3 separate regions of the Drosophila melanogaster genome follow, and regions 1 and 3 are each linked to region 2. Evidence: chromatin contacts called from public Hi-C and HiChIP or PLAC-seq data. All regions are on one chromosome and are shown on one strand. The core of a region is the stretch at or near the end of the contact, and the rest is flanking DNA. Distances in the headings are between cores, read along the strand shown. Region 1 holds the start of obe (obelus). Region 2 holds the start of cv-d (crossveinless d). Region 3 holds the start of AOX1 (Aldehyde oxidase 1).

Evidence for each region. Hi-C and Micro-C count contacts between places; a contact is called where the count stands out from the background. HiChIP or PLAC-seq counts read pairs in DNA pulled down with a chosen protein or histone mark.
Region 1: a Hi-C map of the Kc167 cell line shows a contact between it and region 2, with 3 times the contacts expected there. The contact joins the promoter of obe here to the promoter of cv-d in region 2. A contact is called at or near these places in 5 of 107 Hi-C or Micro-C datasets (the D17-c3 cell line, the Kc167 cell line, the S2 cell line and 1 more) and 3 of 6 datasets of contacts at active chromatin or transcription factors (all in the Kc167 cell line).
Region 3: a Psq HiChIP or PLAC-seq map of the Kc167 cell line shows a contact between it and region 2, with 2.9 times the contacts expected there. The contact joins the promoter of AOX1 here to the promoter of cv-d in region 2. A contact is called at or near these places in 5 of 107 Hi-C or Micro-C datasets (the D17-c3 cell line, the Kc167 cell line, the S2 cell line and 2 more) and 1 of 6 datasets of contacts at active chromatin or transcription factors (the Kc167 cell line).

Annotation. Positions count from the first base shown.
Region 1 is chr3R:15,484,767-15,487,501 of dm6, forward strand. obe (obelus) reads left to right here and starts at 1,284. Exons shown (of 6, transcript NM_142215.3): 1 at 1,284-1,507; 2 at 1,562-2,735. The coding sequence starts at 1,377. Trissin (trissin) reads right to left here and starts at 630. Exons shown (of 3, transcript NM_142214.2): 1 at 519-630; 2 at 363-456; 3 at 1-308. The coding sequence starts at 570. The coding sequence ends at 128.
Region 2 is chr3R:15,852,161-15,854,880 of dm6, forward strand. It overlaps cv-d (crossveinless d), which reads right to left and starts at 1,421. Exons shown (of 15, transcript NM_169676.2): 1 at 1,118-1,421; 2 at 568-767. The coding sequence starts at 1,148. Hmt-1 (Heavy metal tolerance factor 1) reads right to left here. Exons shown (of 6, transcript NM_142246.3): 6 at 1,708-2,720. The coding sequence ends at 1,936.
Region 3 is chr3R:15,535,986-15,538,752 of dm6, forward strand. AOX1 (Aldehyde oxidase 1) reads right to left here and starts at 1,307. Exons shown (of 6, transcript NM_142218.2): 1 at 1,051-1,307; 2 at 1-571. The coding sequence starts at 1,090. AOX2 (Aldehyde oxidase 2) reads right to left here. Exons shown (of 6, transcript NM_169665.3): 6 at 1,728-2,767. The coding sequence ends at 1,858.

The sequences.
Region 1 (2,735 bases), core at 34-2,533, 370 kb before region 2:
GCCTTTATTGGTAAGTAACATTTCAAGCATTTCAACCATTTGCCATAGCCATTGGATCACATAGTTCGTTAATCGAAGTCGTTGCCAGTTTTGGTGTCAGTCCAAGTTGGTTCATCTGGGGATATCCTTAGGGGTAGTAGGTGTTCAGGCCGAGGTCCATCAATGTGCCATTGTGGCGCCTTTCTCGCAACTCCTGGGTGAAGAGGGCACGCCCCTGCAGCAGTATGAAGTCGATGAGCCTCCTGTTCGAGCTCTGACGCAGTGCATCGGGGTCGGATCGCTTGCGAAGGTAGTTAAAGCAGCATGTGCTGGAGTAGTAAAATGTATATCACTTGGCGAACTCTTTGAATATGTTAGCTTACCGAAAGTGCTTTGTGCCACATGCGCTGGCACACTCCTTGCCACAAGTGTCGCATTTTATGGCCTGCGAACTGGGGGGGCACATCAACCAAATGCCTTGATAAGCCAAAGATTTAGTTACAAAACCTAAACAATGATTGCTCTTAGTTGAAACTCACATAGCAAGATGATCTGGAAGTGAGCCAGCCAATGCATCGTTGTCTTAGTCATTGGTCGGCCGTCTGCTCAGAATGCTGTGCCACTCATATGATCTTCGCTTGGTGTCCTGTTTCGTATCCCTGAGAAAGCGCAAATGAAAGGACCGAGTTGCCGGCTCCTGACTTTATATACTCATCGGCTGCAGGACAGTTGCCCACTTTGAGATGCTGGCATTCAAAGTGGTCAATGAAGCGTGTGGCGGATGAATAGCCAGGACGAGGACTCCAGTGGGCATGTGAACATGGAGCGCATATTAAGTAAGAGCACACAGACAATTGCAGCTTGCGCAACAAGTTTATGGGTTTATTTTGGGGTTGTTTGGGGCGGGGGTCGTTTGGCAGCCGCAAATCAAAGCAGCTGGACGCAGGTTGTAAAACTTCTTAATCTAGTTGGCAAGTGGCAAGTTAAGCATATTAAAATTGTGAGCAACAGTCATCAACAGTCAGTGGCAGGACTACTGATTTCCCTAGAATGAATACGGACGATATTGGGTGTTGTTACATAGTTTGTGCGCTAGTCAGAGTAATAATTTTTCTTATTTTATCCTAATTTTTAAGTATTTAGTCATTGCACTTAATTTTAATGCCGCAGGCGTATTTGTAACGGTCTTCTATTTGAATTTAAACTTACGATATTCGACATTCAACATATTTTCCAAAGTGTGGCAACACCAGCAAGTTTCCTTCATCAGTGTGACCGCTTTTAGTATTTTTCAGTATTTTCGGTGGAAGAAGAAGCCTGCCCACTCTGCGCTTTGGGAATTGAATAAACGTAAACATTAACTTAACTCCAGCTCTAGTCATAAATATCTATTGAATATGTGGGAGCCGCCACGATTGAGTGCATCTCTGCGCGCCAAGACGGAGCTGGAGGCCCGTAGCCGGCGCTTGAACGTCCTGCGGCAGGCGAGAACCACCTCTGCTGCTTCCACGACGACGAACAGCCAAAAGTGAGTAGCGATTTCACCACCTGTGAAATTTCGTTCAATTCCGCTCCTCTCCAGCAAGGAGGAGCAGACCATCGCACGGCTGCTGGCTCAGATGCCAACCGAAAAGCAGCCGGCCGCTAAGGTGCAGCTACAGAAGCTGCGCAATCTGGTGCAGGAGTGTATGGGCTACGAGGAGCAGCCACAGGTGGTGGAGCACGCGGCGCTCTTCCTCTTCTGGCTGCTGCTGGATCAGCGGGTGCTCCTGGTGGCCACCACACAGCGGCTACACGGCATGTTCGGACAGACTTTCGATCGCAAGAAGACCCAAATTCACGACTGCGTCCAGGCCATCGGCGATCTGCTGGAGGATCACGAAAGATCCGCGCTCAAGCGGTGGCGACAGACGCATCACAAGGTGCCTGGAGTGGGTCCACTATGGGGCGCCCATATACATGTCAAGTGCACGCCCTCCGAGTGGATGGACATCAGCCTGCTGACTGATCTAGCGCCGGATGCGCTACTCAAAAACCGAACTGTCAACAAGTTCTCTATGAAGCACACAACCAAGGCCGCCCCAGTGGCGTCCACGAGCTCGGAAGCCGCCAAGTTGAGTCCAGAACTGCAGACTCTGCTTGAAATCTCCGCAAAGCTGGACGACGAGCACCTAATAATTCGCGTCGGCGACATTCTCGGTTCCCAGCGCAGCAGCGAGGTGTTGCAAAATGAACTTATGGAAATCCTAGGATTTGATTACTTTGAATTAGTAGAAAAACTGCTCATGGAACGGGACAAGATCGCTCGCCAATTAGATCAGTTCGCCACACGATCCCGCCGCGTCATGGAGGTGAAACAGAAGCGCATGGAGGCGGCTGCCAGTGGTGGAGCTGCAGAGCGGCGTCCCACCGTCGCCAGCGCCGTCGTAGTTCAGTCGGCCCAGGAGAAGCAGCTGAGCAAAATGCAGCGGCGGGAGGAGAAGAAACTGCAACGCATTATGCGAAGCATTAAGGACGAAGAGGCCGAGGATGATCCGAATTGTGCGGTTGCCGTTTCCGTTCAACAATTGCGCATGCAGCACCAGCGAAAGCTCTTGGAGGCAGCGCAGCGGGAGCCTCTGTTGCTCAGCACTAAGGCGGCGAAGGCGGAATACAAACAATCCTCGTACAACCAGCCCATCCACTATCCCTATGTGTTCGACAGCCAGCTGCTGGCGAAACAGCACGCTGGCTTTATAGGTGGCAGCAGAATCACT
Region 2 (2,720 bases), core at 171-2,670:
ATATGGCGTACATGCACCATACCATGCCCAGGCGCAGGTCCAGATGCCTGATCACTGATAAGCGAGGGACTCTCTACTCCTAGAGAGTCACTCTCAGTCAAAACAATCAGAGCTGATTAACAAAAGGGAATGGCATTATCTGTGGGGGCTCAATGAAAGAAGTTCACAACCGAGTTCAGTTTATTGTGGCGAATCCGCTCCGATCTTTTCCAGAGTCGCTACCGCTCAGTGAATGGTTAAATTGTCTTTAATTCATCTGCGAATTCTTCTTCGTCTGCGGAGGCTGACAAGAAGTCGCGCTGCAGATGGTGATGGGGAATGGGAAGTGGAATATGGGAATGGGGGCTATAGAATGCGCCGATTGGATCGTATAAATTGATAATGAAATCAATAAATTGATTTGATTTTTCACCGATTTCCAATTGATATACACATTCTTCTACATACAAGAAGTATGAGTAAATACTAGTATGGATCGATTTGTATAAACAAAAATAATATTGAGAAACGCTTGCCGGAGATCAACTGAAACATCTCCGAAACTGGAACTGATCCTAGACAACTTACCGCCGCAGCCAAGACCAGCTCGCTTTGCCGCTGGAGCGTCAGCTTGCCCCGCACAATCCATCCGGTGGTGGGTGGCGCCTGGTGGCCCTCGTCCTGGGGCTTTGCACCCACCAGGACATTGCCCTCGTACTCGTAGAGCATCTGTTTGTTGAGGCCAATGATGCTGAAGGCATGGCCGGCATCGAAGATCAGGAACAGATCTGCCGGATAAATAGATAAATGGGAAATTGAACTTCAATTCGATGGATGCTCCTCCCATCCGCTCGTGTTCATCCATCCCTCCCGCCATCTATGTCGCATTCGCGCGGACGGGCAATAAACTCTTCAATTATCAATTGAATTTCTTATATATATATATATATAGATATATACTAAATGTGCATGTGTATATATAATATATATAAACATATTTGAATGATCGCAAAACGCTTTAATCAATGTTGCTTCTAGGTTTCTTTTTGATGCGCGCCTCGTCAATGAATAATTACGTCATATTCTTTTATTAGTTTCTGATACAGTTGGGATTATCAACTAGGTTACTCTCACGTACACACAAACACGGAACACTTGAGTAGCCTCATGGCCTGCTACTTGCTACTAGCTACTTCCTTCCGAGGTCGTGGCACTCGCTTTTCCACAGATCTTCCGACGCTTTTCACTTCGCGCACAGATTTCTCAATGTAGTATCAGTGAATATATGTATATATATTATATATAATATATATATCAACGCGACTGTATATTATCAGATTTTTCAAAGAAGCCGACGCTTTTCCTCCTTTATCGCCAACGCGTCTAATTCCCGGATCACAGCTCGACACGTCCGCTCTGTTCGCGATCCAAGCTCAAACTGAGCGGACATAACAGCCGGATGGTTGGCCTTGCTGGAGGTTTCGTTGATAAGAATCATGCTGCGAAGAGCAGCTTGGCAGCTGGGCTCTCTTACGATCTCTTGGGAAATGTCCTATAAATAGATTTTTGCCGCGTCCACTGGAACAACGTCTTACGGACCAGAAAACGGATTCTCAAATCTGATACATTCTGTTTAGAGGATTTTAAGATATCTTGCATAACATTATCTTACAATATTCCCAAGGACAATTTCGTATCCCTTCAAGACTTAATAATTTAATAAGGACTAGAAATACACAATATTGCGCTATTTATTTGGTACCAGACACATTTAAATTATATTAAATCTCGCGGATTGTCTATAAAAATCTACGTTATTTATTAGTATAAGAGTAGCATATAAGGTTACTTATAGACGAACTAAGACTTTGACGAGCTGCTCTCATACGTATAACAATACACCACAAATCACATGGAATCAGGAATATCAGAAACTACTCTGTATGTCACTTAAGGCTAGCGTGCTCCCCCATGAGCATGTCCTGCCCTGAAGTGGGCACCACCCGTTCCAGTACCACTTGGTCCTCCTGCTCCTCCTGCCCTGCGTTTCTCCGATCCCGATTCTGCACTAGCGTCTCCGTTATCAGAACCACCACTCTGTTCTGCATCTAGATTCTTGAGTTGCTGTTGCCACATGTCCGCGTAGATGCCATCTTCGCGCAGCACAAGCTCTTCGTGTCGCCCACGCTCCGCTATGCTTCCCTGCTGCAGGACCAGAATCTCGTCCGCATGGATGATGGTGGAAAGACGATGGGCAACAATGATGGTGGTACGATTTGCGCACACCCTGGCCAAAGCAGCCTGAATATTGCGTTCTGTGTGGGTGTCCAAAGCTGAGGTGGCTTCATCCAGGAGCACAATAATGGGCGCCTTAAGAAGCGTTCTGGCGATGGCTACGCGTTGCTTTTCACCTCCACTGAGCCGCAGACCTCGTTCGCCCACCTTTGTCTCATATTTCTCCGGAAAGCCGAGAATCCTTTCGTGAATGTCGGCGGCGCGAGCAGCCTCATAGACAGCTTCGTCCGAAGCGCCCAACTTGGCATATTCAATGTTGTAGAAGATGGTGTTGTTAAAGAGAACCGTATCCTGGGGCACCACTCCAATGGCCTTTCGCAGACTCTGCTGCTGCACAAGCTTGATGTTTTGTCCGTCAATCAGGATAGCACCAGTCTGCACATCGTAAAAGCGGAAAAGCAGCCGCATGATGGTGCTCTTACCGGCTCCAGAGGGTCCAACAATCG
Region 3 (2,767 bases), core at 57-2,556, 320 kb before region 2:
CCCTTGGGCTGCTGCTTCTTGCAGCTGCCGGAGCAGGTTTGGCCGGTCTTGGGACACTTTTTGGTGCTCAGGTCTTCAATGTCAATGCACTCAGCTGGTACCTGGATGTTGCTGTCCACGGCAAAGGATTTCATGGCGTCAAGAATGGGACGATAGCCAGTGCAGCGACAGATGTTGCCTCCAAAGGAGTTCTCCACCTCCTCCATTGTGACCTTGCCGCCCTTGGACTTCAGCAGGCCGTACATGTTCATCACGATTCCCGGCGAGCAGTAGCCGCACTGGGTGCCGTTCATCTTGGCCAGTCGCTGCTGGATGGCATGGTAGCCGACCCGCTTGTTGCCCAATCCCTCCGAAGTGGTCACCTCCAGGCCCAAGCACGTATTCAGCAGCGTGAGGCACGAGTTGACCGCCCAGGTGCGCAGCTCTCCGGTCTCCGGATGAATCCCAGTCAGGGTGCAGACGCAGACGCCGCATCCGCCCTCCTGGCACATGAACTTCGTGCCCGTTAATCCGGCATACTCTCGGATGAAAGTGTTCAGCGAGATATCCGCCGGCAGGGCAGACAGGTTGACTAGGGGGCACAAGCAAACGGAGGCATAAGTGTCTACACAATCCGGGTGTTATCTTATCGAGTAGCCTAATTCCTCACAACATGTCAAAGAACAATTGTTTGCGATATCTGCTTCTTATGAGCTAACGATTGCTGCTGAGCTATTATTTAAATATTTTAGAAGAAAATGCTTGTAATTGATATTCAGTACCTCTCAGTTTGTAGAAGTGCTCTGATGGGCTAATGAAAATAAATTAGCAAAATGAAATGGAACCCTATAAAATATTGTTACAACTGTTTTGGAAACGAGTCTAGCCATGTTTTACTCAGAAGTAATTCACCAAGCTTTTCACAAGGTCGTCGCAACTCTCATCTAACTAGCAGGTATTTAGTAGTCGAATTTCTCGACCCTGGTGTTCCAGTTCGTTGTCTCGGCAATCTTGTAGATGCCAGCCCCCATCAATCCATAGGCAATTAACTGCCCACACATGCATACACACCTTCGTGGCTGGTGCCGTTGATTGTAATTCTTCCAGCCATTATCTGTGAATTATATAAGTCCCTTGAATCACTTAAAAGCCGTCCGGGAATCGTTGTGAAATTAATTGCAGCCTTTCTCGCCTTCAATTGACGCGGGTGTTCAGAATTATTTGGATGGTTATAGTGGGTTCTGGAAACTATGTTATTTCACAATATGTGGCAATGAGTCCACTTGTCAGCCTCGTTTGATTCCACGCCGAACTGCGAGCGACTGAGGGTATGGGCCTTCCGTAGCCCCATATATATAGTGGTTCTCCGGCCCTCGAAAGAGACTCCCGCCTCTCCAAGTTCAAGTTCACCTGCTCCCCGCTCTTAACTACCATGTTCCATATACTGCGCTCACAATTCAGCATTAGATCATCGTAGCACTCTGAAACGTTATCGTCTGCCGGTTTCAAATACTCTCCCTCGGTTTTGGAACTGAAAGCTTTATCAGTAAACGGCTTGTTTCGACGTTTTTGTTTTGCTCATATTTCTAAACAAAACGGCGAGATTATGTTCGGAATAAGGGGAACTAGTCCTATAAACAGAGTGGTGCCTTATGAGCGAAAGATTTCTTCAAAACATATATGTACATATGTATACAATTCTATTAGGAATTATATAACAGGAGAACGATTCTTCAAAACTTCAAACGATTTCCACACGATTCTATATTTATTTAGTAAGATAAATTACATAATACAGATAAAGAAATCAAAAGATCGAAGCAGTACACCAAATGAAATATCGAAAAATACCCAAATCTAAGCCAGAACTTCATTTCATTACAAGGCGAATGCTTCCACCTGGCTTCCGGAGTTAAGGACGACCGTTTCCGGCGTCGTTGGTGCCCCCAAGCGAACCCACTCCCTCGGAAGACCCGCATCGTTCCTGGCCGACTGGATGGCGTGTTGCATGGCGAACAGAGCTCCGACAGCCAGACACAGAGCAGGCTCACCCGTGGCCTTGGATCGCATAAAGCCCACGGGGTTGGGACTCTTCTGGAGCAACTCGATGCGAAAGTCTATCGGGATATCCTTGGCGCCTGGTGGGTGGTAGTTCCAGGTGCGGTTTGTCAGAATCTGACCTGTCTGACGATCGTAAACCAGCTGCTCGGTGAGATAGTATCCCAAACCCATGACAAAAGCGCCCTCCACTTGACCCACATCTATATGTGGACTCAGGCTTTCCCCGGCATCCTCTAGGATGTCAACCCGGCGGATCAGATGGTTGCCCGTCAGAATGTCCAGTTCCAGTTCGGTGAGACTCAACCCGAAGATGTTGTAGTTGGGGATATCCCCCAACCGGTAAGATTCCGTGGCGATGAGAAACACGGACTGCAAAAAGGCCGCTTGGAGCACCTGCACCCAGGAGGCCCGAGGTCCGAGTCTTTCCTTCACCGGAGCCAGTCGCTTGTTTAGAGTGTCGCAGGCTTTTCTCACTGCCAATCCGATCATCTCGCTGGTCATCGAGTTGGCCGTCAGCATGGAGTTGGCTCCGTTTACAGTATTGCTGGCCTCGACTCTCACCTGGTCCAACGGAACACCCAGCACGAATGCTGCCACCTGGGCCGCCTTGGTGTTCACTCCTTGGCCAATCTCAATGCCTCCGTGAGAGATCACCACCGACCCGTCCTCATGATAGATGGCCACTGTGACCGGATAGTTGAAGGCCACGGTCGTGTTCAGCGGGAAA